Regions from separate parts of the Mus musculus genome. Here region 1 is linked to region 2. The links are chromatin contacts, called in public promoter capture Hi-C maps. All regions are on one chromosome and are shown on one strand. Each heading gives the region's core, a stretch centred on a gene start, on an enhancer-like site or on the middle of the called end of the contact. The rest is flanking DNA. Distances are from core to core; before and after follow the strand shown.

Region 1 (2,723 bases), core at 117-2,616, 1.6 Mb before region 2:
TGCAAATGCCTAAAAACTGCAATATTTCATCTCCATGTGGATGCAATGAAATATTCTTTATTACCCAGAAAATATCACATCATATGCATTTTTGTTTTATATTTTTCCTTCAAAGAAGAAATAGAAGCCACTGGTGGGATCAAAAACTGGGCAACACTTAGAACACAGTGAGGTCACTTTCCAAAGTATTCAATGCAGAGTGACTATGTGTTCCACAGACCTTCTGTGACAGAAAAGTGAAAACCAATGCTTAAACAATAACTTTCAAATGAATGCTTATTGCTGTGTAGTTTGTATTAGTATAAGTCAGGAAATCTGTTATATGTTCAGCGTTTGGCAAATGGATGCGTGCGGCTTCCTCCACAAGGGAATACTATATGTCAAATACAAGGAATGGTGCTGCACATGACTGAAGTTTAGAACATGCCAAGACAGAAGCCAGTTTTGTCTGAGAGCACGAACTTTTTGGCTCTACTTCCTTGAGTATCTGAGCTAAGGAAATCTACAGAGGCAAGCAGTACAAGTGCCTGTGCCTAGAAGTGGAGAATGGCTACATAGAGGATGATTAACTGACACGAGGAAGATGACATAAAATGACCCTGTTGAGATGGTCACAAAACTTTGTAAATACATAGAATCCAATCATTTTGCACTTAGCTGCTGACTTTCACGGGATGCAGATATGTCTCAATAAAAAGCTGTTTTTAAAAGGGAAGACATGATGCATATGCAGCATGATGGTGGCCCAATCCATGAAGCCCAACACTTGGGGGCAGAAGCTGACAGGAAGAACTCAGGGCCAGCCCCTAACTGGAGGATCGCCACCTGTGCAGGCTATCTTTGGAAAAAGCCACATTTCAGGAGCAGAATTCCTGAGCCAGGGACCCACACCAGGCCAATTACTCGGGGTCTGAGACAGATGTCCGGATCCTAGGAAGTCACAGGTTGTAGGTCCTTGGAGCACAGATGCATCAGGGGACATCGCGGGGCGCAGAATGTCTCCCATTACCTGCCTGGCAGGCATGGCGCAGCGCGGGGCTCACGACACTAAGAACGTTCCCGGGACAGAAACCTACAGCTGCCAACGTCCCCGCAGAAACCCCATGCGAAGAAGGTTCGCGCGCCCGCTCAGCGCCAGCCTTACCTTCCTGCTCCACCATCTCCAGCAGGTCGGGGTCACCTAGCTTTGCCAGCTCGTTGAAGGCATTGAAGGACCTCTGTGACAGGCGGCGGGATGACTTGGGGCGGAGGCTGAAGCGGATCGTCTGCCTCCTGGTTTTCAGCTCCGCCTCCGCAATCCAGCTGGAGCTCTCATTCTTTAAGCTGTCCGATTGCTGCGACTCCAGAGGCATCTGGAGCACCAGAGGCACTGGAGACACTGGGGACAGCCCAGGAGCCTGAGAAGAGGGAGGAGCTAGAGACGAGCGAAATTCCTGAGACCCGGGAGGCGCCATGACCTGGCGAGTTGCCTTGGACGGGTGAGGAGCCAAGGACGAGGCGCCCTGAGCCGAAGACTCCTGGCGGTTCCGCTGACTGGATTTCCTCTCCAGGTGGTACTTGGCCTGACTCTTGGAGCGGTCCAGCAGATTGGCAGTTAAGCTCTTGCGCTTCACTGCCCTTGAGTGATAGTGCTGCTCTGTCCCCTCCGTGTAGGGCTCTAAGTGGTGCTCCTGGTCCTGGCTAAGCTGGCTTGAATCCTTTCCTTGATCCTGCTGCCAGCCCAGGTGCTCCTCCAGGTTGTGTTGGCGAAGTTTCCGTTTCTTCTTGGGCCTTTCTGGCCCTCTGCCCTTCTCACTGATCTCTCCGGACAGCCCAGATTCCTCCCCAGTTTCAGACTCCACAACTTGCAGTATTGTCTCCGTTTCTCTTCTCTCCCTCGGGTTTTCCACCTGTTCCTCCTCAGAAACTTCCACAATCTCCACATACCTAGAGACTCTAGGTCTCACCACCCTTCTTGCCCCTTCTGGGACACTTAACTGGTGCACATCCGGGGAGACTTCAGGCCCCTCTACCCTCCTTGGGGCCTCCTCAGGGGGCCTCACCACAGCTACATCTTCGGGGGGTTCCTGGGCGTCCCCAGGCTCCCTTCCTTCTTGACTCCACAGCTCCATACTTAACAGGCTTAGAGCTTCCCGTTTCAACCGGTCCACCCACTCAAGGCAGGTACTCACAGTATACCATCTCCAACCCTTTCCCTCACATCCTCTCTGGTAGGCAGCCTCAGCCTACTAATAAGTCTGGTTGCCCAGGATTGTCTCGCCCTCCACTCAAAGTGAAGCTATCTAAGACAAAACCCTTTTCCCAGTTGGGGGTTATTTTCTGTCGGGTAAAAATAAAATCCACTTCCCTTAAGGCATCTCTCTCCCTTTAAGGCCTGAGCGTGACGTGGGTCTTCTCCAGGGTTTCAGAAGACTCTTGGCTTGTCTTGAGGTTCTTTAATGGACACTTCCTGGATGGAGAGTCAGGGGCATGTCTACCGTGGAGAGGTCAGACACCGTGGCCAAAATTACGAGTCAGTCTCCGTTTCTTCAAAGTTGAAAGGTATGGGCTAGTTACATATGAACTCATGATGCATGCGATAGTGGAAATGGAAATATTCTATAATTGTGAATGAGTAAGAAAACATCTTTTACACTCGATGAGAATAGTACCTTCTAGGGTTTGCGGGGAGCACTCCATGAGTGTGCTGGGAAGAATGCTAGAAATAGCCCACATCACCTTGA
Region 2 (2,700 bases), core at 196-2,695:
TGTTGGCTGGCTGTTTATTCATTTCCTTGGGAGCACTGCAATCCTGCAAACACAATGTCAAGTTCGTGCAAAACAAACAAACAAAAAGTCACGGCAGCATTAAAAATAAAATATATGGGTCTGCATACACAGATGCACACATTCCAGGTCCAGGCACAAAATAGACAGGGTAGCAAACGGAACCGGTGTTTCTCCACTCGCCAGACACGTCTGTAATCCTGGGACATGAAGAAGCTAATATTTTCTCCCAAGTGGAGGAGGAACTAAGACCGAAGAATGAGTGGGTTTTGACAGGGGGAAAGAGGCGGGCAATATAGAAATAACCCTACAGCCAGGAGCTCCCTGCCCTCTGTGGATTTCAAATCAAGGCTGTGGGTACCACATCCCCTTCACCATTGTGGAGAAAGATTCTTTAATTTTCCGCCCCATTTCCTTTGTCATTCAACAATGCACATTGCCTTTTTTTCCCCCCATAGACAAGCTGTGATCACAAAACATGCTCTGGGGTAGGCCAAGGCTGGAAGCCACACGGGTAAATTCAAACTCCAGCATTCAGCCTACCTTGGTCACCCAAGATGCAAAGTCAAGGCTAAAGGTTTTTTGTTTTTTGTTTTTTTTAAAATCAAAATATTACTACCAACAAACAGCCCACCACTAAAACAATAAACTAGATGGGAAACGCATAGTAGCTGGCTTTGACCCTTACATTCTCTCCACTTGATTCCAGACCCCTCCAATGTATACGGATCTTGCCAATTTTTTATTTTTATTTTGCTGTCCATTTCCAGTAATATAATATTCTTTCCCTCCCAACTCTTGACTGAGGACCAAAACTCACCAATAATTTTCATTAGCTTTCTCCCTATTGAATTTTAAAGACTTGCCAGAAGTGGGTTTCCCTTCGGCTTCCGCGTGCTAGTGTTACCTTTCAGAGTTCCAAGATAGTATAATTACTTCACTGTAAAACCAATCAAACTACCTTCTCATCAACCGAAAATCTCTGCTCTAACCCGCTTCACAAACGCACAAACCGAGTTTACGTGCACCAAACCCAATGCCTGGACTCCAGTCTGCGTTCTCAGTTGTCCCTAAGACCCAGAGCGACTCGCGGTTAAAGGAATCTTGACTTTCAGTACCACGGACAGTACCTAAGACCGGGTTTAAGAGCAGCTTTACCATCTAGGGAAACCTCCTCTGCCCTCCGGCAAGGCTCCCAAGTACGAATACCTGAACTTGAGCCTTCGAAAATGGTTCTCTGCCTCTCACCTATTGCAGATATTTCCAAAAAGAAATACCCCAAACGAGCCAGCCATCCTTATCCCCACTTCCACCTTTCTTTAGAGAATAAAAGCAAGCACTCACCATGTCTGATGCGGACAACAGATTGAACCGTAGAGTAAAATCCTCTACTGATCTAGGTTTGGCCCTGGAACAAGAGGCGCTTTCTATATCTCCCCGGGAAAGGCTGGGTTTGCGTCAGTGGGAAGCAAGGTGCCCTTCGTTTGACATCTTCCTGATAATACACGTTTGATAAATCATTACCCCTTTGGATTCGGATTTTAAAGGGACAACAGCCTGGAGTACGCTGTCTTGTTGTCACTCCGGTAGGAGGGGGCTGCGTGTTTGGCGTGACTCATGTGGGTCTGATTACTAAACCAAAGCCGGTGGGAGGGAACGAGAAAAGTTTGCCACCTCCTAATTAAGGGAAACATGGGAGAGACACGTCCCACTGCGCCCAAGACTCCAAGGCAAGGCGCAGCCGCCAACCAAACAGATTGGATTAAAGTGAGGGAGGGGGGGGGGTCAAATCAGTCTCCCTCTCCCATCAAATTTGCTTGCGCTCTCCCTGAATCTCTGTCCGATTCAAAAGTATCCCCTCCCCCCAAAGAATGCCAGGCCTGTCTCGGGTATCCAGCCAGATCTTCTATGCCTGTTCCAGGGTAGAGCCCTGTATTTGGTCAGGGCGCACCTGGCTGGTCAGTGTGTGGTGTTCAGATCCCTACATCCCAGCCTTTCCAGAAAGTCAATCTAAGGAAAGACCCCGAGTTTTCGTTTAAACTATTAAATGCACTTTTCTCATCCCTGTTTGTCTCTGCTAATCCTGTTTCTCGTTGTACGTTTTAGGCTCTTCTGGATTTATTTATTTATTTATTTATTTATTTTTAAATACTGACTTAGTCCTCCAGCCATGTAAAACCCACCCTTTCTCCGTGGTCCTCCAAACAAAAATCCTTTTAAAATAAGGCCTGATTGGAGAATGCAGTTTTACCTGAAACGAGGATCCCCACCCCCACCCCCACCCCGCAACCCAGGGCAGGGCTGGCTCTCTGGGAAACCCTAAGAAGAGACTGCGGGCTCCCGCCCAGGTCTGAAGTGGCCAGGTGGACTATGAACTTTACCCGAGGTACAAGGCAGCAACCACGATCACAAAAGGGAAAAGCCCTTTGCAAAGGTGTCATTTGAAAACTAGAAGGGGATTTGCAGCAATATGCCTCCCCTCTCTCTTGTCTTGACAGCCTAGCTAGGGAACCGTGGCCTCTGGAACGGGAAGCTTGGAAAGCGCTGAGCGCGCAACGGGGCCCACCGCCTCCGGGTCCGTGCCGTCGCACTCGACTGGGCTGTCTCCCTGCGGAGCCAGGACAAAGCCGCGGCAGCGGCCGAGGGCGCAGGCTGCGGTGGCAGATTGCGGTGGATGCCGGG

What was found. Promoter capture Hi-C pulls out the DNA fragments that hold promoters and counts their contacts.
Region 1: a contact with region 2 is called in a promoter capture Hi-C map of hippocampal neurons, with 7 times the contacts expected there. The contact joins the promoter of Ano5 here to the promoter of Slc6a5 in region 2. A contact is called at or near these places in 4 of 39 promoter capture datasets (embryonic stem cells, frontonasal cranial neural crest, hippocampal neurons and 1 more), 2 of 115 datasets of contacts at active chromatin or transcription factors (astrocytes and stem cell-derived neural progenitor cells) and 1 of 9 other capture datasets (embryonic stem cells).

Annotation. Positions count from the first base shown.
Region 1 is chr7:51,509,672-51,512,394 of GRCm38.p6, reverse strand. Ano5 (anoctamin 5) reads right to left here and starts at 1,366. Exons shown (of 22, transcript NM_177694.6): 1 at 1,145-1,366. The coding sequence starts at 1,160. Gm33190 (a long non-coding RNA gene) reads left to right here and starts at 1,409. Exons shown (of 5, transcript XR_001778128.2): 1 at 1,409-1,478; 2 at 2,373-2,541.
Region 2 is chr7:49,909,044-49,911,743 of GRCm38.p6, reverse strand. It overlaps Slc6a5 (solute carrier family 6 (neurotransmitter transporter, glycine), member 5), which reads right to left and starts at 1,445. Exons shown (of 16, transcript NM_001146013.1): 1 at 1,363-1,445; 2 at 1-43. The coding sequence starts at 1,365.